Regions from separate parts of the Mus musculus genome. Here regions 2, 3, 4 and 5 are each linked to region 1. A link is a contact called in public capture Hi-C and promoter capture Hi-C data. All regions are on one chromosome and are shown on one strand. Each heading gives the region's core, a stretch centred on a gene start, on an enhancer-like site or on the middle of the called end of the contact. The rest is flanking DNA. Distances are from core to core; before and after follow the strand shown.

The links. Promoter capture Hi-C pulls out the DNA fragments that hold promoters and counts their contacts. Capture Hi-C pulls out chosen DNA fragments and counts their contacts.
Region 2: a promoter capture Hi-C map of adipose tissue shows a contact between it and region 1. The contact joins the promoter of Hdac1 here to the promoter of Sync in region 1. A contact is called at or near these places in 1 of 39 promoter capture datasets (liver), 1 of 484 Hi-C or Micro-C datasets (nephron progenitors), 3 of 115 datasets of contacts at active chromatin or transcription factors (bone marrow-derived macrophages, embryonic stem cells and pancreatic cancer cells) and 2 of 9 other capture datasets (adipose tissue and pancreatic islet).
Region 3: a promoter capture Hi-C map of hematopoietic stem and progenitor cells shows a contact between it and region 1. The contact joins the promoter of Marcksl1 here to the promoter of Sync in region 1. A contact is called at or near these places in 6 of 39 promoter capture datasets (the C10 cell line, the HPC-7 cell line, HPC-7-derived erythroid cells and 3 more) and 2 of 115 datasets of contacts at active chromatin or transcription factors (embryonic stem cells and pancreatic cancer cells).
Region 4: a promoter capture Hi-C map of embryonic stem cells shows a contact between it and region 1, with 2.4 times the contacts expected there. The contact joins the promoter of Tssk3 here to the promoter of Sync in region 1. A contact is called at or near these places in 5 of 39 promoter capture datasets (the C10 cell line, embryonic stem cells, hematopoietic stem and progenitor cells and 1 more) and 2 of 9 other capture datasets (adipose tissue and liver).
Region 5: a contact with region 1 is called in a capture Hi-C map of embryonic stem cells, with 2.1 times the contacts expected there. The contact joins the promoter of Tmem54 here to the promoter of Sync in region 1. A contact is called at or near these places in 3 of 39 promoter capture datasets (hippocampal neurons, liver and stem cell-derived epiblast-like cells), 1 of 15 datasets of contacts at CTCF or cohesin (embryonic stem cells), 9 of 484 Hi-C or Micro-C datasets (bone marrow-derived macrophages, cumulus cells, embryonic stem cells and 1 more), 6 of 115 datasets of contacts at active chromatin or transcription factors (embryonic basal ganglia, embryonic stem cells and pancreatic cancer cells) and 3 of 9 other capture datasets (adipose tissue, embryonic stem cells and liver).

What each region holds. Positions count from the first base shown.
Region 1 is chr4:129,284,511-129,289,566 of GRCm38.p6, reverse strand. Sync (syncoilin) reads right to left here and starts at 1,946. Exons shown (of 5, transcript NM_023485.3): 1 at 1,779-1,946. The coding sequence starts at 1,828.
Region 2 is chr4:129,539,889-129,544,944 of GRCm38.p6, reverse strand. Hdac1 (histone deacetylase 1) reads left to right here and starts at 2,299. Exons shown (of 14, transcript NM_008228.2): 1 at 2,299-2,364. The coding sequence starts at 2,316.
Region 3 is chr4:129,510,613-129,515,668 of GRCm38.p6, reverse strand. Marcksl1 (MARCKS-like 1) reads right to left here and starts at 2,088. Exons shown (of 2, transcript NM_010807.4): 1 at 1,753-2,088; 2 at 1-952. The coding sequence starts at 1,839. The coding sequence ends at 437.
Region 4 is chr4:129,488,563-129,493,618 of GRCm38.p6, reverse strand. It overlaps Tssk3 (testis-specific serine kinase 3), which reads left to right and starts at 2,849. Exons shown (of 2, transcript NM_080442.2): 1 at 2,849-3,157; 2 at 3,887-4,611. The coding sequence starts at 3,013. The coding sequence ends at 4,548. Fam229a (family with sequence similarity 229, member A) reads right to left here and starts at 2,429. Exons shown (of 3, transcript NM_001085491.2): 1 at 2,284-2,429; 2 at 2,058-2,204; 3 at 1,663-1,927. The coding sequence starts at 2,420. The coding sequence ends at 1,825.
Region 5 is chr4:129,102,365-129,107,420 of GRCm38.p6, reverse strand. It overlaps Tmem54 (transmembrane protein 54), which reads right to left and starts at 1,891. Exons shown (of 6, transcript NM_025452.4): 1 at 1,690-1,891. The coding sequence starts at 1,705.

The sequences.
Region 1 (5,056 bases), core at 697-3,196:
TGGAGGGAGCCTAAAGACCACCGTTCCCAGCCCACTTAACACAAGCCTAAAAGCCTCTGAAATATCATAGTCAAAGCACCTTTCTAGGGTTAGGGCTGAGACTGAGGGGCGAGCCCTTGCCTAGCAGGCAGAAAGTACTAGGTTCATTTCCCAGCCAGAATAAGTAATCTGGGCTGCTGAGATGGCTCAGTGGGTAAGAGCACCTGACTGCTCTTCCGAAGGTCCAGAGTTCAAATCCCAGCAACCACATGGTGGCTCACAACCATCCGTAACGAGATCTGACGCCCTCTTCTGGAGTGTCTGAAGACAGCTACAGTGTACTTACATATAAATAAATAAATCTTTAAAAAAAAAAAAAGTAATCTGTTGCTGGGCAGTGGTGGCGCATGTCTTTAATCCCAGCACTTGGGAGGCAGAAGCAGGTGGATTTCAGTGAGTTAAAGGCCAGCCTGATCTACAGAGTGATTTCCAGGATGGCCAGGGCTAAAAGAAATATTTTTTTAAAAAATCTGTTTACTTAACAAATGTCTAAACATGCTGCAACTCCATCTCCTTGGTACCGTATCCCAACAATACCAACTTGTGTCTTCAGGACATTCTGAATGGAATGCAGTTTCATCATCAGGAGGAGTGACTTTAAGTTATACAGGTACGTTTGTCCACTGGATGAGAGCGGATGTCCTGAGGACAGGGCTACTTGTGGGGCCCTTGGAAGGCAAGAAGAAAACAACTGAACTTCCAGGGGAAGTTGTGCCCAAGGTCAAGTGGCAGGTCTGTGGTATAGAACCCAGGCCTCCTGAGTTACAGGCTGCCACACCACCCTGGGTACCAGAGGTTGTCCTCGGCTAACTGCCTCTCTACTGAGCTGGCATAGAAGCAGATTACAGGAGGCCAAGCAAGAGAGGGACAGGGCCCAGCTGGGGTCCCTGACCTCAACACCTCTGCCACTCTGTCTCTGTCCCAGAGGACTTGGGCAACTCCTTTATGCTGTCCATCAGACTGTGACTTGGACGTGTGTATTACATGTCATGCAAACAAAGGTTCGTGCCTGGCTTCAAGCTTATTAGTGTGTGTGTAGGGAATACAGGCAAAATGTGTTAAGAACCCAGCTTAGGGTTGTCTTCTCATGTGACAACAGGGTTTACCAGGAAGTATTCCCATAATTTGATACACTGGGAAGTCCCTGGGCCACAATGTGACCTGAGGCAAAATGACTCCACAATCCCCAGTGGTAAAGTTCCAGTGTGGACAGCTGTTGGGCTCAGCCAGGGCCCAGTGCTAGGCCAGGAGAACAACTGCCTCTCTAGGCCACCACCCTGAGCCACACCAGGGAGAGAGAGCTGACCGAACAGACTCAACTTCAAGCTGGCAGGTGCCCAACCCTGCACCAAGTGGCTCAAATGCAGTGAATTCTCAAATGGTTTCTCCCTAGCCCCGCTAACAAGTGAATAAGAAACGGGAAAAATAAGACTTTAAAAAAAAAAAAAAGACCCAAAACTTATACTCTTTAGTCAGTTAGGCCAACTACATTTTGACAGGTTGCTAGCCTGAAAGGATTAATCGCACTCAGCCTGTGGAAGGAGTGACACAGACCCCCGGAGGTGTCAGGTCCCCAAGCCAGGGCCTCCCATCTCCCTTCCCCGGTGGCTCCGCCCCGTGCCACACCCGGGCATGACCACTACCCACAGCCAAGGGAAAAGGGCCGCGGGTCGGGGATGGGAGCCCACCCAGCACCCCCTGTCCTACTGGGCGGCGACACGAGCCCTAGAGGATCCTACCTCGAGGCCCGGGCGCCGTCCCCGCCGCGCAGGGGTTCCGGGCTGGCCATGGCTGCGCGACCCCGGGCTCGCCCGGAGTGTTATTAATAGCCAACGCCGTCGGCGATTGTGCCGGTGCCGGCGCCCGCCGCACTGCCAGCTGCAGCGGACACCAGATCCCGGCGGCCCGGGCGGGACGCGCCCACTTGGCCGGACGATTACCCGCGGGAGGAGGGCGCGGGCCCCGCGGCCCTGGGGGCGGGGAGAGGGTGGGAGGGGATGGGGTGGGGTGGGATGAGGGGGCGGCCCAGCGGCACTTCGCGAACCTTCCTTTCATCTCTCCACCTTTCCTTCTGGCCCTGGTTGCATGGTGAGGAGAGGAGGGGGCTGTTCGGTCCCAGGGGAGCTGCCCCCCGAGTTCAATGAAGGCGGGAGGAAGATTTACTGGTGGGGTACCCAGAGGGATCCAGCGCCCCTCGTGTCGGCGCCTTGCGATCCCCACCCACGCAAGGGCTTGGAGCCGGGTCATCTTCTTGGTGGCCTGCAGCTGTCATGAGGGGGTGGGGCAAGGCGCCTGCTGGAGAGGGGGGGGGGTGGTTAACTGCCACACCCCATGCGTCTGGGGACAGCTGGGGGCCACGGCTGAGGAAGAACGGCTTAAGGCAATAAAGTTGAGTCTGTTTAATTCAGGTTTCTTCCCCTCGCCCTGGAAGGTTTCTTGGGGTCTTCTGAGAGGTCGATTTGTCGCTCCTGCTCAGTCACTTCTGTTGTGTTTCAAGGCACGCACCCACCCCTAAGTCTTCGACCCTCCGGTGTCCTAGTTAGACTTCCACACTGAAGGCACCCTCCCCCTCCCCCCAGGACGAGCTGCTGGACCCCTTCCCAAACCTGAGCCCCAGGCATTCTTTCTCTGAATACTTTTTCCCACTCAGTCCCCGAGTCAGGGAGGGAGGAGGGCTTTGATTCAATCGCAGAAGAATGCTGTGCACCTAGCGGCCAGGGCCAGAAGGCTGTACTCCGTTTAATCAGATCTTAGAGCATCCTATGGGATGGCGAATGAGGACTGATGCCCGGGTGTTGTTGACTGGGTAGCTTGTGCGTTGTGATCCTTGTGCCCACAGCTGGGAACATCTGGCGAAGGTTCTGTGTGTGCAGCAAGAGATGGGTCTAAGGTTGTATCCCCAGTGTGACTTCCTTCCAGTCCTGGTCCTGGGTGGTCGTGTGGAAGTGCAGCTCTATGATGTGAGAGCAGGGTGATTGTGCCAGGTGTGATCATCCTGAGGGGAAGTGGGTGCTGGCTGCAGACTACGGAGCAGGTGTATAACCATGTGTGACTGTATGCCTGACTGGGCTGCCATGTGCCAGTGTGGCAGCTGAGGGGTAGGGGTGGCTGTGGCTGTGCACACTCTGGGAGTGTCTCCCGGAGCTGTGTTTTTTGCATCTTTTTGTAGACTGCAAGAGGGAGGAATCCAAAAGCCCAGAGCAACCCAATATACCCATGTAAGGTCTATAGAAGAGGAGATTTGGAGGCAGCTGGTCATTTTCTGACTTAGCCCTGAAATATTCCAGGGGAGGATGTTGGCAGACCTCCGGGCTTCTTGCTGGACAGCTGTTGCCAGTCACAGAGAAGGAAGGGAGCAAGGGCAAGGCCTGCCAGCCTGCTGTTTACCCAAGGTGCTAGGCAACAGGCAGCAAGGGTGGTAGTCACAGGGGCTGGCTGCCTCTTCCCTCCCAGCCCCCTTGCCCAGGAGCTGGCAGGGATGTCCCCAAGGCCACATCTCTAACTCCTGGCAGCTCCCACTAAGCTCCTTAGTGTGAAAAACCGATTCCCTACTAAGTCCAGAAACCCCTTCAAGCTTGGACCTTTGTCCTTGCTGCTGTCTATGTCAGATTCTGCCGTCCCTCAGAGCTCAGCTCCCATGTGGTCTCCTGAGAGGAGCACCCCTCATAGGATTCACATATCCACTGCTCCATCACCTTGCTTATCCTTTGCACCGCAGGTAGCACAGTGGGAAACACTAGGGTTTATCTGGGACTAGAATGATGGATGGTCCAGCGGTTAGGGGTGAGGGCTTGTAGGACTTACACTAGGCAGCTCACAATGGCCTGTAACTACAGTTCCAGAGGGACACCACACTTCTTGCCTCCTCAGGCCCCTGTACTCTCACACATAGACATACAAACATATAATTAAGAAAAATGAATCTCAAGCCAGACATGGTAGCCTTTAATCCTAGCATAGGGAGGGAGAGGCAAGCAGATCTCTGAGTTCGAGGCCAGTCTGGTCTACAGAATGAGTTCCAGGACAGCCAGGGCTACACAGAGAAACCCTATCAAGAAAGAAAGAAAGAAAGAAAGAAAGAAAGAAAGAAAGAAAGAAAGAAAGAAAGAAAGAAAGAAAGAGGGAGGGAGGGAGGGAGGGAGGGAGGGAGAGAGAGAGAGAGAGAGAGAGAGAGAGAGAGAGAGAGAGAGAGAGAGAGAGAGAAAGAAAGAAAGAAAGAAAGAAAGAAAGAAAGAAAGAAAGATAGATCTCAAAAACAAAACAAACAACCCAACCGGGCATGGAGGCACACGCCTTTAATCCCAGCACTTGGGAGACAGAGGCAGGCAGATTTCTGAGTTTGAGGCCAGCCTGATCTACAAAGTGAGTTCCAGGACAGCCAGGGCTATACAGAGGAACCTTGTTTCCAAAAAACAAACAACCAACCAACCCAACTCAGTGTGTTCATTTGCTTTGTTTTGTGTAGAGAGCCTTTGGGGGCAGCTTGGAAGAATTTGACATTGGCCAATGACAAGGAAATGGGCTTCGGGCAGGAATCTGACCTTATGCCATGACGAGGAAGTAAGCTCAGGTAGGAATCTAATTTTAGGCTAGAACAGGGAAACAAATTCTTGCAGGAATCTTAATCTTAGGGTGGAACAAAAGAAGTAGGCTTCAGGCAAGAATCTGATTTGGGGCTTGGACAAGGATGTGGGCTCAGGTATTTTGGTCATTCTGACAAGCCCTTGGAAACAGCTGTCTTGGGAGACATCAAGGGACTTTGCTTACTGCCTTGCTAATTCCTTATTGTACTGCTTGCCCTTAATACTTGCATATAATTAAATGGTATAAAAGCAGATTGGGAAAAGCTAAACCTGCCTCAGCCTCAGAACTGGCTGGGGTCATGCTACAATGTTGTCTAATTGTCTTTTTTCTTTTTAATCCTCACTCCTGCGCTGGAGAACCTGTTGACTGACTGGGCTGGCTTGGTCAGTTTTGGTTTGTTTTTTTTTTTTTTTAAGATTTATTTATTTATTAT
Region 2 (5,056 bases), core at 1,050-3,549, 260 kb before region 1:
AAATGCTTCAATACCCATGATTCTGTCCTATAGTGGGTACTGTGGACAGCCATGGAGTGGGGAAACTTTGGAGTCCTCTTCTGTCTACACTGCAAAGATGGGAAAGGAGGCCTAGAAATGATGAGGAGACCCACCTAAAGCCAGAAGAGTAGCAGGGGTGTAGAAATGGAAGTCTGTGTCCTGGCCCTCTGCCATCACACAGCCTCCCTGTCACTAAAGGCCCTGTGCAATTCCCAAGGGAGTGACGCTGAGCATACAAGGGCTGGGGGTTGTGGTGCAAGCCTCAATCCCAGCTTTTCAGAACAGGGCTTCATTGTGTAGCTCTGGCTGTCTTGGAACTCACTATGTAGACTAGGGTGGCTTCCATTCACAGAGATCTACAGTCCAGTGCTGGTATTAAACTCGTGTGCTACTATGTCCAACTGTTGTAGGAAACAAACAAACAAACAAACAAACCCCAAAAAACAAAAAACTCAGCACAGAGCCTTTTGGTGGATCAATAATGGCTACTTGAAGATTGACGGATTCAGGTTTTGTAGGAGCATGGGAGATGGTGGTTTTCTGCCATTTAGACACTCCCAGACATTTGTCAATGTGTAAGGACAATTTTGGGTGTCACAGTAAGGGCGTGTGTGGGGTGTTGCTACTGGTATAGAAGAAGGCCAAGCAGTCAATTAACATCTAAAAGGCCCGAAGACAGCCCCTACAACAAAGAGTGTAAGTAATTCAAGGTTAAGAAATTTTGCTGGCATGGCTTGAGGGTGGGGGAGTGGTGAAGGTCTTTTTTTTTGTTGTTGTTGTTGGTTCCCCCCCCACCCCCCAGACACGGTTTCTCTGTATAGCCACGTCTGTCCTGGAACTCACTGTGTAGACCAGGCTGGCCTCAAATTTAGAAATCAGCCTGCCTCTGCCTCTCAAGTGTTGGGATTAAAGACATATGCCACCCACTCTGGGGATAGAGGCAGGCAGATTTCTGAGTCGAAGACTCAGTTGAAATAAGGAGATCTGACGCCCTTCTGGTCTGGTGTGTGTCTGAAGGCAGCTACAGTGTACTTAATAAATAAATAAATAAATAAATAAATCTTTAAAAAAAAAAAAGGCAGGTGTGGTGGGGCATGCCTTTAATCACAGCACTCCGGAGGCAGAGGCAGGCAGATGTCTGAGTTCGAGCCCAGCCTGGTCTACAAAGTGAGTTCCAGGACAGCCAGGGCTATACAGAGAAACCCTATCTTGAAAAACAAACAAACAAACAAAAAAGCAAAAACAAACGAAGAAACAACCCCGCCCCCCCACCCCCACGTCCCCCCCAAACAACAACTTAGGCTTTCAGTTTAGAAAAATTAAGTTCTGGGTAGGTGAGATGGTTGCTGCCACCATGCCTGACCCAAATTTTCTGGATGGATCGCCCCGCCCCCACCCAGAGCCATTACATAGGAACACTCCCTCCAACACTCCCTCCAGTAAATTAAAAACTAAACACCAAGTTCTGTTACTTTGTCACAGTGCTCGGGCATATTGGATTTTGTCTTTTTTTAAAAAAAATATGTACAATTGGAGACGGAATTTAATTTGTAACACTGAATAAGCTCTTCAGCTTTACCTGTAAAATTGTTTTGTTATTTTTTGAGACATGCTTTCACTACGGAGAGCAAGTTGGCCTCAGATTACAGAGATCTTCCTGACTCTGCCTCCTGAGTGCTGGGATCAAAGACATAGCAACCACGCCCAACTGAAAACGAGCTTTGACATTAAAAAAGAAAAGTCCGTCAGAACTTATGAGCACATAAAGGTCTTGCCCCACTACAGTAGGCCTCTGGATATTTTCTTTCTGTTCCTTGCCATTCATTTCTCTCTCCAGTTCTAATCCAGACCAAACCTAGTCTTTTAGCTGCGTGACCTTGCGCAAGCATCTTTCCCCGGGAAGCCTCGGCGTATTCTCGGTAAAACGAGAAAGTTGGCCTCTGATCTTTGCACACGCTCCCAACTGTGAAGCGGGCTGCAGAGTTTACGGAGCCGACTCCCTCTCCCGGGACTCGATGGTACGGCCCCCGGTCTCCCCCACCCCTCCGCGCCGGACTTTGGTACAGGCCCAGGGGGCCCGCGGTGGCTTCTCTAAGCTGCCCTTGCCCCCCGCCGAGTTCCGGGCCCGACCCCGCGCATGCCGATTGGTTAGAGTGAGGCCCGGGCTGTGCGGCTATAGGTGATCCCGGGGGTGGGCGGGGCTTCGAGGCCGGCCCCTCCCCCTGGTCGGACGCCGTAAGGAGCCGCGGGCGGGCGGGCGGACAGACTGACGGGAGGGCCGGGCGGCGAGCAAGATGGCGCAGACTCAGGGCACCAAGAGGAAAGTCTGTTACTACTACGACGGTGAGCTGCGGGTGGGCGGCGCGGGCCGGGCGTTGGGGAAAGGCTGGGGGAGGAGGCTGGGAGGAGGCTGAAGCCCCGGGGAGGCTGAGGGAAAGTCGAGGCTGAAGGAGGAGGTTGGAGAGAGGAAGTCGAGGCTGAGGCCGGAGATGAGGTGGGGGTCGTGGAAGGGGTAGTCTGCGGTAATCCCGGTGGCGGAGATTCTCGGGGAATCCGACCTGAAGTTGGAGTGGGATTCCTGGAGGGAAGCCTAAGTGGCGGCGGGGATCGGAATATGATGGAGACGGTTTGCCTGGATATCTTCCCCTGCTGAGAATACAAAGGTTTTTCACTGTCCCCATTCACTCTCTCTCTTTTTCTTTCTTTCTTTTGGTGAGTTCTGCAGGACTGGCCACTCATCCCCTCCCCCACTCCATCCCCCAAGTCTATGAGTAGGGCCTGCAGTTGCTAGTTGGGAAATGGGGCTCCCCGGGGATGCAAGAAGAGAGGTGCATGAAACTTGTTAAAACGACTTTTCATTGAGCCAGCGCGAGCATCTTACTCTGTCCTGGGTTGTGTTTCTGTTGGGGCTGGAGGGCTCATCGAGGCACATTTCCTGTGTTGAGTTCCCGTCTGAAGGGGGAGCTAGACAATGTCACAGGTATCTTTCGGTGTTAGCGCTGGGACAAGGGAATGTGGGGTGGAGGAGAACACAGCAGGAGCCTCAGCCCAACCTGAGAGGAGCAGGTTGTGTGTCAGTGCTTAGGACCCAAGAACTGGAGTTACAAGCCAGGCCCTGGCAAGTGGAGCCAACAGCAGGGGGAGGGGACAGCACCTTTATCTGAGAAAGGGTCTCACAGTGTAACTCAGCTGGTCTTGGATTAAGCCCCTTCTTCTTACTCTTGACTCCAGGCTTACACCACTTGGTCCAGCATTTGTGTTTTGGGAATAGCAGTTGAGTTGTTCAGGGGACATCTAGCCAGCCAGCCAGTAGGCGGTTGGCTGTTTAGATCTGAAATTTAGAAGACAGATATTTTTTGGTAATTGTCGGTATAAAATAATTCAGATAGTAATTTTAGCTGGATTAGAAAAGGGTGTTATAACTCCAGTTGTAGAGGGTGAAGAGCTATGTTGATACTTTTTTTTTTTTTTTGGAAATGGCCTCTGTGTAACCCTGGCTAGCCTGGAACTCACTTTGTAGACCAGGTTTGCTTCCTACTGGAAGAGATTTATCCTACCCCCCTCCCGAGTGCTAGGATTAAAGGCATGTGCCACAACCCTGGCCTGTTTTAATTCTGAAGAAGTGGACTAAGAAGGTTCAGTGGTCCTGATTGCTCTTTCACTATGCTGTCTTTCAACTGTTAGCCACATTCCTGTTTCAGTCTTTCCCAGTGCTGTGGGGTGACGGAGCCACCAAGCCTGGTGTCTTCTTGTTTCTGTTCTGTTTTGTTTTTAAGGCAGGGTCTGTCTCTAACAGCCCTAGCTGTCCTGGAAGTTGCTTTGTAGACCAACTAGGCTGGCCTCTGAACTCAGAGAGATCCCCCTGCCTCTGCCTCCTGAGTATTAAAGGGGTGCACCACTGTCTAGCAGCCTCATTTTTTGTTTCGGTTCTTTTTGTTTGTTTGGTTTGGTTTGGTTTGGTTTTGGTTTTTTGAGACAGTTTCTCTGCGTAGCCCTGGCTGTCCTGGAACTTACTCTCTAGACCAGGCTGGCCTCAAACTTAGAAATCCGTCTGCCTCTGGCCACCAAGTGCTGGGAATTTTTTTTCTTCTTCTTGTTTTTTGTAGATAATACATTTCTTGGAGAAAAGTCTCCTTATCTCCACTTCCTAAAAGATTGGGTAGTATAATAGGCATAATTTTTTTAAAGAATTATTTATTTTATGTATGTGAGCACACTGTAGATGTCTTTAGACACACCAGATCTCATTACAGATGGTTGTGAGCCACCATGTGGTTGCTGGGAAACGAACCCAGGACCTCTGGAAGATCAGTATGTGCTCCCAACTGGTGAGCCATCTCTCCAGCCCCATAATTTTTTTTGAGATTATAATAGAATTACATAATTTCCCCTCCTTTTCTCTCTTTTTTTCTTCAAGACAGGATTTCTCTGTATAGCCCTGGCTGTCCTGAAACTGGTGCTGTAGACCACTAGATTGTTCTTGGACTCACAGAGATCCTCCTTTCTCTGCCTCTCAGGTGCTGGGATTAAAGGCCAGCCCTAATACTTCCTTGCAGAGGTTTTCCTTGCTTTGTTAACTGGAGAAAGCAGGGCCCTGAGAGATGGCTCAGTAGTTGGTAGTGTGTACAGCCCTTGCAGAGGACAAAGCTCAGTTCCTAGCATCCACCTTGGGAGGCTCACAGATGCCTGTGACTCCAGCTACAGGGACCCAGCGCCCTCTTCTGGCTTCCACACCGCCCTGCACTCACGGGTACATCCATACCACACACACACACCAGTTTAGAGCATTTCCTACTGAGATGCTGCGCTCAATTCCCAGGGCCCCCCACAGCCACTTGTAACTCCAGTTGGAAGGAATCCAGTGACCTCTTCGCGCTTCAAGTGCTAGATGGGAATGTGGTGCTTGGACATACATGCAGGCAAAACTTCACACACACAAAAGACTGTCCTAGAACTGGTCTATTAGACGAGGCAGCTGTGAACTCAAGGAGATCTGCCACCTAGTTTTCCTGCTGGGACTAAAGCCTGCACTAAT
Region 3 (5,056 bases), core at 839-3,338, 230 kb before region 1:
CACTAGGCACAGCACAAGAGACTAAGAATTCAACAGGGGAAAGGCTGGACACTCAGGGTTTGGGAGTATAAGCCCCCACTTCTGGCTCAGGGGGTTGAGAAGCAGGATAAACAAAACGAACTTGGAAAAGAATTGGAAACCCAGCAATTGCCTTCTGCAGGGATGGGGCTCGGGAAAGAGGTAGGGACAGGGCATCTCACATCACTAACCTAACTTGGGAAACCGTAAGGGACCATCTTCAACTGGCCTTAAGAGTAAGACCAAATGGCTGATGGGAGAATCCACAGGAGGGCGAAAAGGGAGCGTGGCTGGGAGGGGGCAACAAGCCCCTTCCTTTCTGGGCACAGGAAGGCAGCCAGGGCACAAGGTCCAGGCAGTGACCTCACAAGGACAGCACAGTTTTTGCAGCTTAGAGATCACCCACCTGTCCCCACCCCTACTCATTCTGCTCAGCACTGGCAGGTGTGGGGCCACTCTCTGGGCCCGAGGGAGTGGATGGCTCTGCAGCCTGGGGCCCTGCCTCCTCTTCTGTGTCTCCTTCCTTGGAGGCAGCACTAGCCTCTGCCCCCTTGGCCTGGGGCTCTTGGCTCTCAGGGGTGGCAGCGGCCTTCCCTTCTTGGGCAGTGCCCTCGTCGCTGCAGGCGCTCATCTCGCCCTGCTCCTGCTCTTCCTCTGTTGGCGAGGAGGCTGAGGAATCACCCCCACCCTCCTTCCGATTTCTCTTGAAGGACAGGCCACTCAATTTGAAAGGCTTCTTGAAAGAGAATTTCTTCTTCTTCTTGGGGGTCTCCTTGGGGGCGACCTCCCCCTTGGCCTCAGCTTCCTGGCTAGGGGGCGCTGGCTCGATGGCATCACCAGTAGCCCCAGCTGCCTCATCTGTTCCGTTCACGGGTGGTGACTCCCCTTCACCCTTGGGGGTTAAGTCTCCATTGCTTCTCACGTGGCCATTCTCCTGCGGGGCAGAGGGGACAGCAGTGAGGGCCCGGGCCCTTCTTCCCCTCCCCCAGCCCGCTTCTGGCCCCTCGCAGGCCACCGCCGACATCCAAAGGCAACCAAGTCTGGCTTTGGCCTCACTCCCATCCAACATCACCCTCACCCCTCACAGGCGCGCAGGGACGAGCGCAGCCAGCAGGAGGCGCTGGGGTTCGGGCCCCCACCCCCCTCCCGCGGGGCGCGCTCTCTATTTTCCGCGCGGAACCTCACCGGGCCTGGATCCTTCGCCGGCGGGCCAGCCTTGCCCAGCACTACTGGGCGGGAAGCAGCCCTGGGGCGCTGCCTCCCCGCACCTGGACGGCCTATTTTCCCAGGCTTGCGCTTTGTGTGATCAGCCCCCACCCACCCCAGAGTCTCCCCGCATCTCTGCTCCCCACCGCTTCAAAAGCCACCGCGGGCTGCCGGGATCGGGGCTCCAGATGGGGCGCCCTGGGCGCCGAGTACCATCCCCACGGCCCTAGACGCCCCCTTGGTGCGGCCTAGCAGCGCCTTTGTTCCCGCGCGGCCTTCGGGGCGGCCTGGGGGCAGCGCCCGCGGGCCGGGCGCGAACAAAGAAGGCGACGAGCCCGGCCGGCGCCCCCTCCCGCCCCTCCCCTCGTTCGCCCGCGGGGGCTGCGGCGCCGAGAACAAAGGGACCGGGCGGGGGAGGGGGCGCCGCGTGTCCCGGGCCGGACAAAGCGCGCGGCCCCGGCCCTGGGCCCCAGAGGGGGCGAGGCCGGCGGGCTGGGGGCCGGGATCCGCCGCTCCGAGCGCACTCACCTGTCCGTTGGCCTTCGCGGGGGAAGCGCCCGCTGCCTCCTCGGCGGTCACGTCGCCCCGGGGAGCCTTAGAGCTCTGGCTGCCCATGATGGGGGTCTGCTGGGGGCGCCCGGAGCCGCCCCGCGCTGGCGCCGCAGGGGATAGTTCGGCTGGGACGGCCCGGCGGGCAGAGGGGTGGGGCTGCGTCCGAGGGGGAGGGGTACGGGGGGCAAAGCGCACTGCACCCCCGCTCCGCAGCCGACCCGCTAGCTGCGCCCACTGCTGCTGCGCTCCGCGCCAGAATGCCGCCCGCCGCCCGCCGAGCCGCCTATATGTACGCGCCCGAGGCTCGGGGCGGGGCCGGACATTTAAATGAGCACCCAATCCGGGGTGGAGGCGGGGTCGGGCCCGGGTTCCTCTCGTGCAGTGGGCAGTGCCAAGCTGTCTGGTTCCCCCATCACTTGGGACGACCAGGGGCAAGTAGGGTTCAGTGTGGAAATGAGAGAGGTTCCCGGTCGGTCCGGGAGATGGACTGGGAGGAGGCCGTCGATGAAGAAGCACTCAGTCATCCCCAGCCCACTTTCAGCCTAACTCATACTTCACAGTGGAGAGGCCCCCAGTCCCTGGTTCTACACTGGCTCCTTGAACTCTTGGAAGGGCTCACATGTCCAGACTCGTCAGACGGCTGGTGCTGAGTTACACTCTAGAAATTTGTCCAAAACTCACGCGCCCGGACACAAACACACACCCACACACACACACATACCCTGAGTTCGGCGCCCCCTCAGGCCAGAATTCAAGTCCCACCCACGTCCCTGTCAGTCTATGTGCTGTGCGGCCACCCTGGGGGGCTGACCTAACTCAGGTCAAAATGGAGATCCAACAAGTCGGTTTTCTCAGTCTGTTGGTGGCAGCTCTTACTCCTCACAACCTAAATCCATCACCAGGTCTCTGTCTCTGTCTCTCTCTGTCTCCCCACTGCCGTGTGTGTGTGTGTGCGTGTGTGTGTGTGTGTGTGTGTGTGTGTGTGTGTGTGTGTGTGTTTGTGTGTGTGTGTCTTTGACCAGAAGGCATTGCATCTTCATCCCCCTTTGTAAGCAAAGAGCCTGGGGCGCAGAGATGTTTAAGTATACCTGACTTAGGCCTGGCTTCCCTCCCCTCGAGTCTGTGACCATACACTGAGACTTCCACATATAGGTAGGTACCATAAAGCCAGGGAGGCTCAACAGACTCCAAATACCCCTTCCTGAATGTGACAGGAATCGTTTGGATTTCTTCCACAACTGTGGCACACTATTAGGGATAAACCCCCAAACCTACCCTGTTTGAAGACCTGGTCCTTCTCTGTTTCCTTCTTTGGACCAGGTAGGCCAGTTAGAATCCCAGAGTCCTTGGCTGAGCCTATATATGTTTTCCGATGTGTACAGCTACTTCCTCTTGTCCCCCAATAGGAAAGGCTTCAGGCTAGAGGAAGCCGAAGGTTGTGAAAGAAAGGCTGATGTCCTGAACAGCTCAACCAATATGTCCCTCTGTCCTAGGAGAGGCCTCCTGGGAGACCAGAAGCTGTAAGGTGCAAACAACCCCAGGGCCTGAGAAATCAGGGAACTGCACACAGATGTGACCATAGCGGGATGAGGTGGTGTCCACATTCTGTGTTTACTCCTGTGCCCATTCCCACCCTGACTCTGATGCTACAGGACTGTCTTCTCATTTCACCCCCAGCTCAGAAGAGGAAAGTGACGTGTCCCAAGAAAACAGCAGCTACCGGTAGCAGCATAGGGTGAAAAAAAAAAAAAAACCCTTAGGAATTTCCTATTGAGAAATGGGGCTGTCAGATGAGGGTGAGAAGCAAGAAGAGAATTATTTGGGGACAGGGAAGGTCACAGTGTTCCCACTGCAGGTCACTCACAGAACAGCAGCTCTCTCTACCTGTTACCACTAAGGGATGGTTGTTCTGACCTGCTCTCTGTCTCAGCCACAATAAGAGACCCACAGTGCTGCCAGGCGCTGCCTGTACTAGCTAGCAGGACTCAGATGGAGTGTGTGTGTGAGTCCTTGGGGAGGGGGGTTGAGGTCAGAGGTTAGGAGGAGATCTCAAGGCTCCTGTTCTCCAGGCACTGCCTGGTGGGGACAGAGACAAGTCTCTGGGAAGATTCCAGGAGGGAAGAACACCAGGGCTAAAGACCCCGAGGCTCTAGAGCCCCTAAGAGCCTGGGTCCCAGGGAAGGTTCTACATCTTCCCTGAACATCCCTGGAGGCTGAGGTGGGGGTGCCAGGGTCTCAGCAAATCTAGGTCCTAGCAGCATCTGACCTCTGGGAAAGGGAAGCTTGCTGGGGCTGTGGAGGCAGAGTACAGCAGCCCCCACACTGCGGCTCTTTTCTCCCAGCTGCTGCCAACCCGGACAATGTACCCATTGTTCCGGGACGCTGAGCCTGTCTGCAACTGTGTGTCTGTTTGCTGTGTGTGACTTCTTCTTATGGCTTTGTGATTGTGTGACTTTGTGATTTTGTGTGTGTGTGAAAGAGGGAGAGAGAGAGAAAGAGAGAGAGAGACCCTACGTAGGTACATTTGTTACTGTATGTTTTGTGAGTCTGCATCTTTGATCTTTGTTAGAGAGCTTTGGTGACAGCTGGTGACTCTTGGAGACTTCCAGGGTGAATTCTTGGCCTTCCTGGAAACGGCATGTTGGTAACTGTTGGTGAGTGTATGCTGGGAACTGGGCTGAGTGTATATGAGGCTGAGGAAGAGACTGAAGACTGGCTATTTTTTGTGAAACTCTTCCCAGGGGGGCTTGTGTGCATTAGGGAACCATGGAAACTGTGGTAGACTGTCCCAGTTAACTTGAGGATCTGGAGGGGTCACTGGAGTAGAGAAAACTTCAACTGAAGAGTTGCCTAATTCAGACTGACCTGTGGGCATGTCTCTGGGCTTCTGCTCTGAGGCTAGAGAGGGTTCCTTGATTGCTAAGTATGTGTGCGAGCCCAGCCCACTGTGAGTGGTACCCTCCCTAAGCAGTTGCTCTTGACTTGTGTAGGAAAACTAACTGAGCATGCGCCAGCCAGCAAGCTGCATTCTTTGGTGGGTTTGGCTGCAAGCCCCTGCCTGAATTCTCGCCCTGACTTGCCTCAGTTGTGGACCGTGACCTAGGGGTTATAAGTCAAATAAACCCTTTCTTCTTCTAAATTGCTTTTGGTCAGTGAATTGTGGGTTCTGCCCAGATGGAGGGAAAAGAGTAGTGACTGGGATGGATTGGAAGTGAAGCTGGTTAACACACCCCAGACCCATGTTAACACATCTCTCATCTGCCCAGTTCTCCTAATAAGA
Region 4 (5,056 bases), core at 1,600-4,099, 200 kb before region 1:
GAAGTCAGATTGGGCTATATGAGATCCTGTATGGTTTTGTTTGTTTAATTAAAAAAAAATAAACCAGCTAACCAATCAACCAAAAATTGCCTTTTTCAGATCACCATGGGTTCTGAAGTATCCTAAAAAGGGGCTTGAATGCCACTTCATATGGCTCAGTGGCGAGGTCAGTGTTTTAGTGTTTATTTTAGATCTCAAAGGAGATTGAACTAGACCTTTGGGTTACATAGCTTCATAGTTAAACAGAATAATAATAATTTTAGAGACCACAGCATACTCTAAGGCACACACCAGTGGTTTTCTTGGGAGGCTGAGTCACGGAGATCAAAGTTAGAGGCCAGCCTGTGCTACAAAAGATTCTCTTGCAGATAACTGCCATCCTTATAACTATAGAATAACAATAGCAAAATTGGAATGTGTTCTAAGTAGGCTCCCTTCTTGGGGTCCCTCCTGTCAAGGCTTCTGCTTGAGAGGGCCCCTCAAGGCATTTAGTTTAAGAAAGTGGAGCAGTTTTATGTCCCAGCATTACCTGTTATCAAGGGGGACCTCGGGCATGTCCTTTAATTCCTCACTTATGAAATATGCAATTAAGAAACTTAGGGGTACAGGCATGGTGGTGCATGCCTTTAATCTGAGCACTCGGGAAGTAGAGGAAGGTAAATCTCAGGTTCATAGCCAGCCTTGTCTACAAAGTGAGTTCCAGGCCAGATCAGAAAAGAAAAAGACTGGGGGTGGGGGTGGGGTGTGGAGAGATGGCTTAGTGCGTAAGAGCAGTTGTTGTCCTTACAAAGGACTCAGGTGTGATTTCCAGCAACCACACAGTGGTTCAAACCCATCCTTAACTTAGTTCCAGGGAACTCAACAGGCACACGCTGGTGCAGCCACACACATCCAGGCAAAACACTCATGTCCATAAAGTAAAATAAAAAAAAAATATTTGGGACATATTTTTCAAATCACTTGAGTCTCAGCAACTCTGCTGGTCTTAGGAGAAACAAAAGGTCCAAACAGATGGGGTCAGATGGCCTGACCCCTGCAGCAGGCCAAAGAACAGCAGGGAGTCAAATCTAATTCTAGCTTGGGAGAGTTACATGGTGTTGCAGTGGTCAGTCTTTTATTTATTTATTTATTTATTTATTTAATTTATTTATTATATGTAAGTACACTGTAGCTGTCTTCTGACACACCAGAAGAGAGCATCAGATCTCATTACGGATGGTTGTGAGCCACCATGTGGTTGCTAGGATTTGAACTCCGGACCTTTGGAAGAGCAGTCGGGTACTCTTACCCACTGAGCCATCTCACCAGCCCATCAGTCTTTTATTTATTTATTTATTTATTTTCTACATCGGCTGCTCATCTTTCCCTTTCTTGCTTCTGTCCCAAGCTGCTCTAAGCTGCCAGTGTCCCGCAGAGAATGAAGATTTCATTGGCAAAGCCAAGACAAGGAAGAGGAGACTGACAGCTGGGTGAAGGGAAAGTAACCACCAAGAAAAAAACGCCTGGAAGAGGGTGACGACCCCCTAAGTGGGAGGTGGGCAGGGAAGTGGAGGCGGGTGGAAGTCTGGTCTAAGAGTGGAGGTAGCCCAAGAGTGATACTGGCTGGGTCCGAGAAGTCGGTGGGCCCGATCCGACGGATACACATACACGGCCAGCCCGGAATGGAAAGAACAGTTTATGCTGTGCTTTATTAAAATGTGCATCATTCTTTTATTTTAAAATGTGCATCATTGTCTCGTGCTCGGCGCGTGCGACCTCAGCGTGGTGGCCCGCGGCTGGCCTCGTCCGTCCCGGCTCCTGCAGAGCTGCCGTGCGCAGGCGCACTCAGGTAGCACGGGCCCGGGGGCTCCCGCCCATGGCCAGGTAGACGTCGATGGGCACGTGCAGCAGCGTCAGACAGTGGCAGCCCGGGCAGCGTCGGAGCGGCCTGGCGAAAGCGGCAGGCGACAGGGGGCGCAAAGTGTTGGGGCGCGCCAGGGGATGCGCCTGGGATCTTTGGGGGTAGGGCCCTGGGGATGGCGATGGGGCAGGGCCGAGGGGTGGGACGACGGACTCACCTGACAGGGTTTTGATCCGTAGCTACAGGCTCCGGGCTATCCTGGGACTCGGGGGCGGAGGCAAGGCCAGGGGAGTCTCCGGCCTCAATGGGGAATCTTCGACCCTGTGGGGTCTCCTGGGCACTCATGTCCAGGCCCCGGGGCACTCTGTATAGGAGTGGCGGTCAGGCAGCTCCGGGCCCCTAGATGCTCCCTGCCCGTGCCCGTCTCCTGTGTCGTGGCTTACCTGCCAGAGGCCGAGGCCGGTCCCAGGCTGGAAGCAACTGCCCGAGCCCTGGCCACGGGAGGACGCTCCGGTCCAGGCGGAGCCTGGCAGGTGTCTGCTGCGCGCCCGGGCCCCAGCGTCGAAGGGGAGGACTGCATTGTGACCCCGATCTCTGCGTGCTGACCTCACACAGCCTGTTCCTCGCTGGAATTCTTAGGCAGTCCCAGAGCGTTCCGGCATTTAGTGAGGGCCCGGGCCTGAGGCCAGAGGGCTCTGGAGATCGCACCTTGGTGACCAGTTTGCACTCTTTCCCAACAGCTGGATGGGGACTTCGGAGGTGAGGGCGACCTGCCTGGAAGCGGAGCCCACATGGAGAAGGCCCGCCTCCCTGACCTACGCGGCCACCCAGGCCCGTTCCCCAGCATCGCTACCACTCTGCGCCTTGCTCAAGACTGACTTAACCCATGCTGGATTTGCTGGTGGTGGCGAGGGAAAGTAGGGACACTGCCCATGTTGTCTGAGGGTCACACAGCATTTACATCACAATTGGGCAGGAGTTTAAAAATGTCTGGTCCTCTCCCTCCCCACCACCTGTGGCTGTGTCCAGACGGAGAATGTTCTAGCCCTGGAGGCAGCTGTGAATGAAGTCCTTGGGGGGAAAAGAAGCAGGCCGAGGGCGATGGTGGAGTAGAGCTGCCTCGCAGAGGCAGCATGAGCTGAGAGGGTGACAAGAAGGAGGCGCTACACAGCATGGAGGACTTTCTACTCTCCAATGGGTATCAGCTGGGCAAGACCATTGGGGAAGGGACCTACTCAAAAGTCAAAGAAGCATTTTCCAAAAAACATCAAAGAAAAGTGGCAATTAAAATTATAGACAAGATGGGAGGGCCAGAAGGTGAGCTGGGGTCCTTGGGAGGAAGGGTGGGCTAGCCAACACGGGTAGGCCCTTTCCTCAGAGCATCTCTTCCTCCCTTTGAGTCAGGATGGCAGAAAGCAAGTCAGATTCCTGCCCTAAATAGAAGGATGTAGGGAAACCAGGATCCTCACACCTTTCCAGAGCCACAATCGTAGCACAAGAAAAAGAAAGGGTCCTAAACCGGGCGTGGTGGCATGCGCCTTTAATCCCAGCACTCAGGAGAGGCAGAGGCAGGTGGATTTCTGAGTTCGAGGCCAGCCTGGTCTACAAAGTGAGTTCCAGGACAGCCAGGGCTATCCAGAGAAACCCTGTCTCAGAAAACAAAATAAAAAACAAAACAAAACAAAACAAAAGGTCCTCAGTTTTTCCTGTCCCAAGAGGCGTTGGCCAGAAGACAGCAGGAACTGGTACCCTGCAGGTGGAAGAGGGACAGGACAATAGATCCCTGGAAAGAATAGTGAGATGCAATAGCTTTGAACTTCCCAAATCCCTCATCTGTGGTCTCACAGGCTGCTGGGAGGAGGTTCCAAGGATGAGCTAATCATGAAAGGAAGGCAATACTTGCTGCTAGAGACACCCGAGACTGGTCAGGGAGTCAAGAAAGAACACCTAGACATGGTAGGTGTCTGGAAGCTGGAAAGCAGGAGCCAAGAGGGAGGAACCAGGACGTTTTGATCTTGATTTTTGTCTCCCCACTTTTTCCCTCAGAGTTTATCCAGAGATTCCTGCCTCGTGAGCTCCAGATTGTCCGTACCCTGGACCACAAAAACATCATCCAGGTGTATGAGATGCTGGAGTCAGCAGATGGAAAAATCTACCTGGTGATGGAACTGGCTGAGGGAGGGGATGTCTTTGACTGTGTGCTGAACGGAGGGCCACTTCCCGAGAGCCGGGCCAAGGCCCTCTTCCGCCAGATGGTTGAGGCTATTCGCTATTGCCATGGCTGTGGCGTGGCCCACCGGGACCTTAAGTGTGAGAACGCCTTGTTGCAGGGCTTCAACCTGAAGCTGACCGACTTTGGCTTTGCCAAGGTGCTACCCAAGTCACGCAGGGAGCTGAGCCAGACCTTCTGTGGCAGCACAGCCTATGCCGCCCCTGAGGTGCTACAGGGCATACCCCATGATAGCAAGAAAGGTGATGTCTGGAGCATGGGTGTGGTCCTGTATGTAATGCTCTGTGCAAGTCTACCTTTTGATGACACAGATATCCCCAAGATGCTGTGGCAGCAGCAGAAGGGGGTGTCCTTCCCCACTCATTTGGGCATCTCAACCGAATGCCAGGACCTGCTCAAGCGGCTCCTGGAACCAGACATGATACTCCGGCCTTCAATCGAAGAAGTTAGTTGGCACCCATGGCTAGCAAGCACTTGATAAAAGCAATGGCAAGTCCTCCCCAATAAAGTAGGGGGAGAAAGCAAACTGAAAAAACCCGCTTCTAAAATGGTGATCTATATTTTACACTTAAGTCCACTTCTCCCATGGCTGACTTCCACCTCCTCATTGCGGCTCCACAGGCCTCTCACCTTCCCTGTAAAGACCTTCCTGGAACTAAGGGCCTTATTTAGATTTTTCTTTTATTAATGGCGCTCAAATGATTTTCATATAGGTGATTAATTAGCACTCATTACGTTAGGCCCTAGCAGCATCAGCAGGCCGGGAGAAGTGAGGAGAGAAAGGTGAGCCCGTGGAACCACTCAGGTGCTACAACTCGCTTTCCAGATAAAAGCCAACGCACCTGGAATGCAGGCCTGACCTCCTGACTCCTTGGCTTGGTGAGAAGCTGCTTGGGCCCAAACCTTTCTCAAACCAGAGGCCAAGCTGAGTCAGGAAGAGACGGGGCATCCTTAGCACCCAGGCTGGATCCCACCTATGAGGCCAA
Region 5 (5,056 bases), core at 642-3,141, 180 kb after region 1:
TTGAGACCCTCCACGTGCGGCAGAGAAATTTAGCCCTGTTCCCTATACGTGAATGAAAACAAGAAACGGCTAAAGAATCATTAAGTGGACATTCTCTGGGCAATTGCAGGGGCCAAGGAGGCCAAGAGGACTCATAATCCTGTATTTAGGAGACTGAAGCAGGAGGATTGTTGCAAAGTCAGGACCAACTTAGTTACAGAGTGAGACTCTGCCTAAAAAAAATAAAATAAAATAAAATAATTATTTGTTTATTTTGGTGGTGTAGCCACTGGTAAGTCGCCTATGTTGCAGTAACAGCCCCCCCCCCGCCACCGAAAAAAAGAAAAATTATTGTAAGCAACCCTAATTAAACTCAGTAACACACAGAGAGAGAGAGAGAGAGAGAGAGAGAGAGAGAGAGAGAGAGGGAGGGAGAGAGAGAGAGACGGGAGGAAGAGCTTTGAGGAGCAAGGAGGAGCCTGTTACAGACTCACTGTGGACCTGGTACCAGCCTGTCCTGTTCAGAGGTAACCCCGGATTTTTTCTGCATAGAGCCAGGTGAGGTTCCCCTAACTGCTCTCCGAGCTCTCCTTTAGCTTGCAGGCCCTGGGACTGTCATCTCAGCAGAGGACAGACCATGGACTGGAAAGGCACGAGGAACTGGAATGGCCTTGTGAAGATGAACAGCTGGCCAAACAGGAAGAGGAATTGCAGCCTTGTTCCAGGGGCCTCCTGGGTCCCACCCTGTCCACCCACCCCATCCACCTACCCATCAGCCAGCCACTACTGGGCTTTGGCTGGGCTCAAGAAACAGCAGCATCTCTGGACCAAGGCTTTGGTCAGACAAGAAGGCTAGGGTTGCTTGCTTTAGTCAGAGCGCCCTAGGCTGGTTTTGGTTCTTCGTTCTCATGCTGGGAACACTGGGCAAGTGGCTGGTGTAGTGCTAAGCGTTTATTAGCAGACCGGAACTTCATCCTGGTCAAGAGGTGGGTGCAACGGTCTTCATTTTACCAAGGAGAAATAGGCATGGCTCGAAAGATGTGTGTGCTGGAGAGTGGGAACGGAACCCCTTAGATCCCAAACAGCAGAGTTTGCCCAGGGCGTGGGGGAGGGGCGCACCAGTCTACTCTGTCAAGATGCTGGCTGACTGGCCTTTCCCTCCAGCTTGGCTGGATGAGAGGAAGGTATGGAAATGGCATCTTTGTAATGCTAAGGAGCCGGGATCCTGGACCCTACATCCACATCCCCATCTCTTCATCTCTCAGCATCTCTTCCCCTACCGGCGGATCCCGAAGCCTATCTAGCCTTGCCCCTTAGAAAGGAAAATAGGGCCAGGAGCTGGGGGTGCCACTGGCCCCACCAAAACCAGGCTTACTCAGAGCTGGGCCTCAGTGCCACAAACCTGGAGCCCCCAGCTGCTGGTCGTGGCGGAAGGAGTTCTAAGTTCTAAGTTAGAGTGAGCTAAGTACTGAGCTCTGGGCTAGTCCCTGAGCCTCGAAATGTTTAGGCTGGTGTGTAGCTCAGTGGTAGAGCACTTGCATAAAGGAAATAAAACCCAGCCGCTTGTCACCCCGCTTCTAAGGAAACTTAGGCTTGAGAGGAAAGTGACCTGAAGCAGGCCAGTACGTGAAGCAGGGTTGGGTGAAGCAGGCGGCTTGACTTCGGGTTGGGGTCCCCCCAGGAGTGGGTCTCCCGTTTGCCCCAGCTCACCTATGCGCAGACACATGTTGATCCCGGCCAGTGGCCCCGCGCTGGTCTCAGCGGGGTCTCGCTTCCATCCTTCTCCTCCGCGGCCTGCGCTCCTCTTCCCGCCCAAGCAGGCTCCTGGCGGCTCCCTTCCCTGCACCCCTCAGTCGCCCAGCCCGGCGTCCTGCGCGCGTTGCCGAGGCCGGTCGGACCGGCTGGGCGACCCCGGGACTGTGCGGCTGAGTCACGGCCACGCCCCTGCTGCTGAGCCAGGCGCCCGGCGCCAGGCCGCCCTCGTTCCTCCTCGCACGCCCATTCCACCGATGGACATTGAGGCTCTAAGGGGTCTCCATCGGCCGTGCTGGGAGCTGGTGGTGTTAGCATGTGAGCGCGACCCCGGATGGTGGTGATGGTGGTGGTGGTGGTGGTGAACAAGACACGGGCACATGGGCCAGGATGGAAGCTGGGAGTGAGCAGGAGCAACCAGGGGTCTGCTTTTTTAATCTACTGTGTGACTTCAGAACAATCGCTTTCCCTCGCTGGGTCTTCCTTTTTCTGGCGGAGGTGCCTCCTGGTCTCAGTCAGGTCTTCCATGTTGAGCAAGGTGCTTTTCCTTTCGGTCTTGGCGGTGGTGGGGTGATCTGTTTGCTCCTTGGAAAATCAAGGGTAATAATTCTTGTTTCCTGATATAAGGAAATGCAGCTATTAAATAAATTAATAAATAGATAGATAAATAAATAAATTGTAGGGATCAATGAGATGGCTCAGCCAGTAAAGTCCCTTAACCCTATAACCCGATAGCCTGATAGCCCCAGTTCCATCCCTGGGACCCACATGGAAAGGAGAGAACCGACTCCTGAAAGTTGTCCTCCGATTTCCACTGGAGCAGAATATGGCACTGACATACTACAGCACAAACATCTCTCTCTCTCTCTCACACACACACAGAGGTACACACACAGAGGCACACACATACAGAGGGGCGCGCGCGCGCACACACACACACACACACACACACACACACACACACACACACACACACACGACAGAGCCTCACTATGTACTATGTAGTCCTAACTGTCCTGGAACTCACTGTATAGACCAGGCTGGTCTTGAACTCACAGAGATCCTAGAATGTCTATTGTGGGGGCTGCCGAGTTGGCATTGGGTTATATCAAGTGTTAGATGGACTCTTGCTTCGTGATAGTGTCCCTGATGCAGACACAAGTCCTGTCCTCCTCCTTTGGGTTCAGATAGCTGGACACTCACATAGGACCATTTAGCCAGAGTGGTGAATAAACAGGTGGAACGCTCCCAGCCACATCTCTGCCAAGTATTCTGCCTTGGCCAAAGCACAGCACCTCCCTGGACCACCGAGGTCTTTGCAGCAGGCGTAACTGGTCTATTCTGTACCAGATCTGTTCTGTAGCCCATCAGCATAGTCTCCATGGACGAGGCTGTCCTGATGTCTACAGGTTCTCAGAGCCTGGTGACTGTGTGCCTATAGTGTCACCTGTAGTGACACCTCCTGTGTGCCTTGTGTCACCTGGATCAGCACATTCAGCTTCTAGCAGCAGGGGAGGGAGCTGAAGCCCCGGTGCTGTGGGCAGGACAACCGCAGGTCAGGCAGGCAGCTCTGGTCATTCCCAGCGGGTTGGTAAGTGGGCTTTCTTATCAGCTGACTTCTGAAGGGGACATTGTGCAATGGCGAAGGATAAGGAGACAGGATGGATGGAAGGGAAGATGGAGGCAGGTCATTAAGCCATTAGCTGGCGTCTTCCCTAGTGGGCATTAAATGTTATGTCCATGGGCATCTTTTAGCGGTCACTTAGCCAGCTGTTAGCCCTATTGCAAATGGCTACAGGCTCATAATTGTAGCCCAGAAACTCTATTTTTGGGTCTTTATCCTGCAAGAGATGTGGCTGTGATGATGTTTGTGGATGTGGGAGCTGTTCCTAATAGAAGCAGGGCACCAGAGTGGTAATGTTGGTAAGGACCTGAAGAAGGGCAGGGAGGCGGTCTGCTCTTTGCTTTACATATAGGTTCTTGCAATCTTACACATTGTTGCAACCTTACACGAAACATTGTTGCAACCTTATAAGAAACATTTATTCATGTCTTGTTTTTGCTGAAAAAGGAAGCCCCCCCCCCAATATGTCCCTCCACCTCTACCCTACCAATAGCTCTCAGATGACAGAGTCTGCCTCCTAGGGCTGCCCTGAGGAGTGCCTGTGGTCACTGCTGTGCTGGGGACAAATCTCAGGTGTGGGAGTACATGGTGTGTCTCTGTCAGTGCAGGGCACCAAGGACAGCTGGAACTTCTGGGATTGGGTTAGGGAGCAGGGCTCTAAATGTCTTTGATAGGGCTGGAGAGATAGCTCTGTGGTTAAAAGCATCTGTCGCTCTTGCAGAGGGGCTGGGTTTCATTCCCATCACCTAAATTGCAGTTCACAGCCATCTTTAGCTCCAGCTCTTGGGGATCTGATGCTCTTTTCTGGCCTTGAAGGGCACTGCATGCATGTAGGCTACATGAACTCATGCAAGTACATGTACAGACACATGGTTTCTTTGCGTCCCTACAACAACAGAGTTATAGATAATCGCTCCATTTTACAGATAAGAAAAGTAAGGGTCGGAAGAGTAAAGGACTGTCCTCCGTTCTTTTTTTTTTTTTTTTTTTTTTTTTTTAAAGATTTATTTATTTATTATATGTAAGTACACTGTAGCTGTCTTCAGATACACCAGAAGAGTGCGTCAGATCTCGTTACGGATGGTTGTGAGCCACCATGTGGTTGCTGGGATTTGAACTTCAGACCTTCAGAAGAGCAGTCGGGTGCTCTTACCCACTGAGCCATCTCACCAGCCCTGTCCTCCGTTCTTAGTACACACAGCACAGTGAGAGCGGAGGCTTTACTCCACGCCTGCCCATGTGGCAGCTCCTGACTTCTGGGTGTGTACTGAAGGATGAAGACAGCCGTGGCTTCCACAACTGTGCCCAAGCCTGGGGCCTGTGAGTTGGGAAGACCATGGCCCCACATGCTCCGTTCGACTGTAATTTTCCAGCTATCATCCGAGTTTAGTGACCCGAGGTTATCACCAGTTCTTTTCCTGGTGACTAAAGTCCACTGTCGCGGCACCGTGTGACCCTTGCATCCCGCCTACCACCTCCGCACACTGCCTTACCCCACCCCCTCCCCGCCATACCAGAGTTCTAGTTCCGTGCCTTCTTCCAGCTTCCTGTGGCCTGCTGGAGGATCACTGTTGTTCCCTGGGCCTCAGTGTCCTGGTCAAATGCAATGGCAAGGTGTCTTCCAGGCTCCCATCATTTCTGAGGCCCTAAAGACTTGGGAGGTGTAAAAGGTTGAAACCAGGCCAGATAAACCCGAGGAGC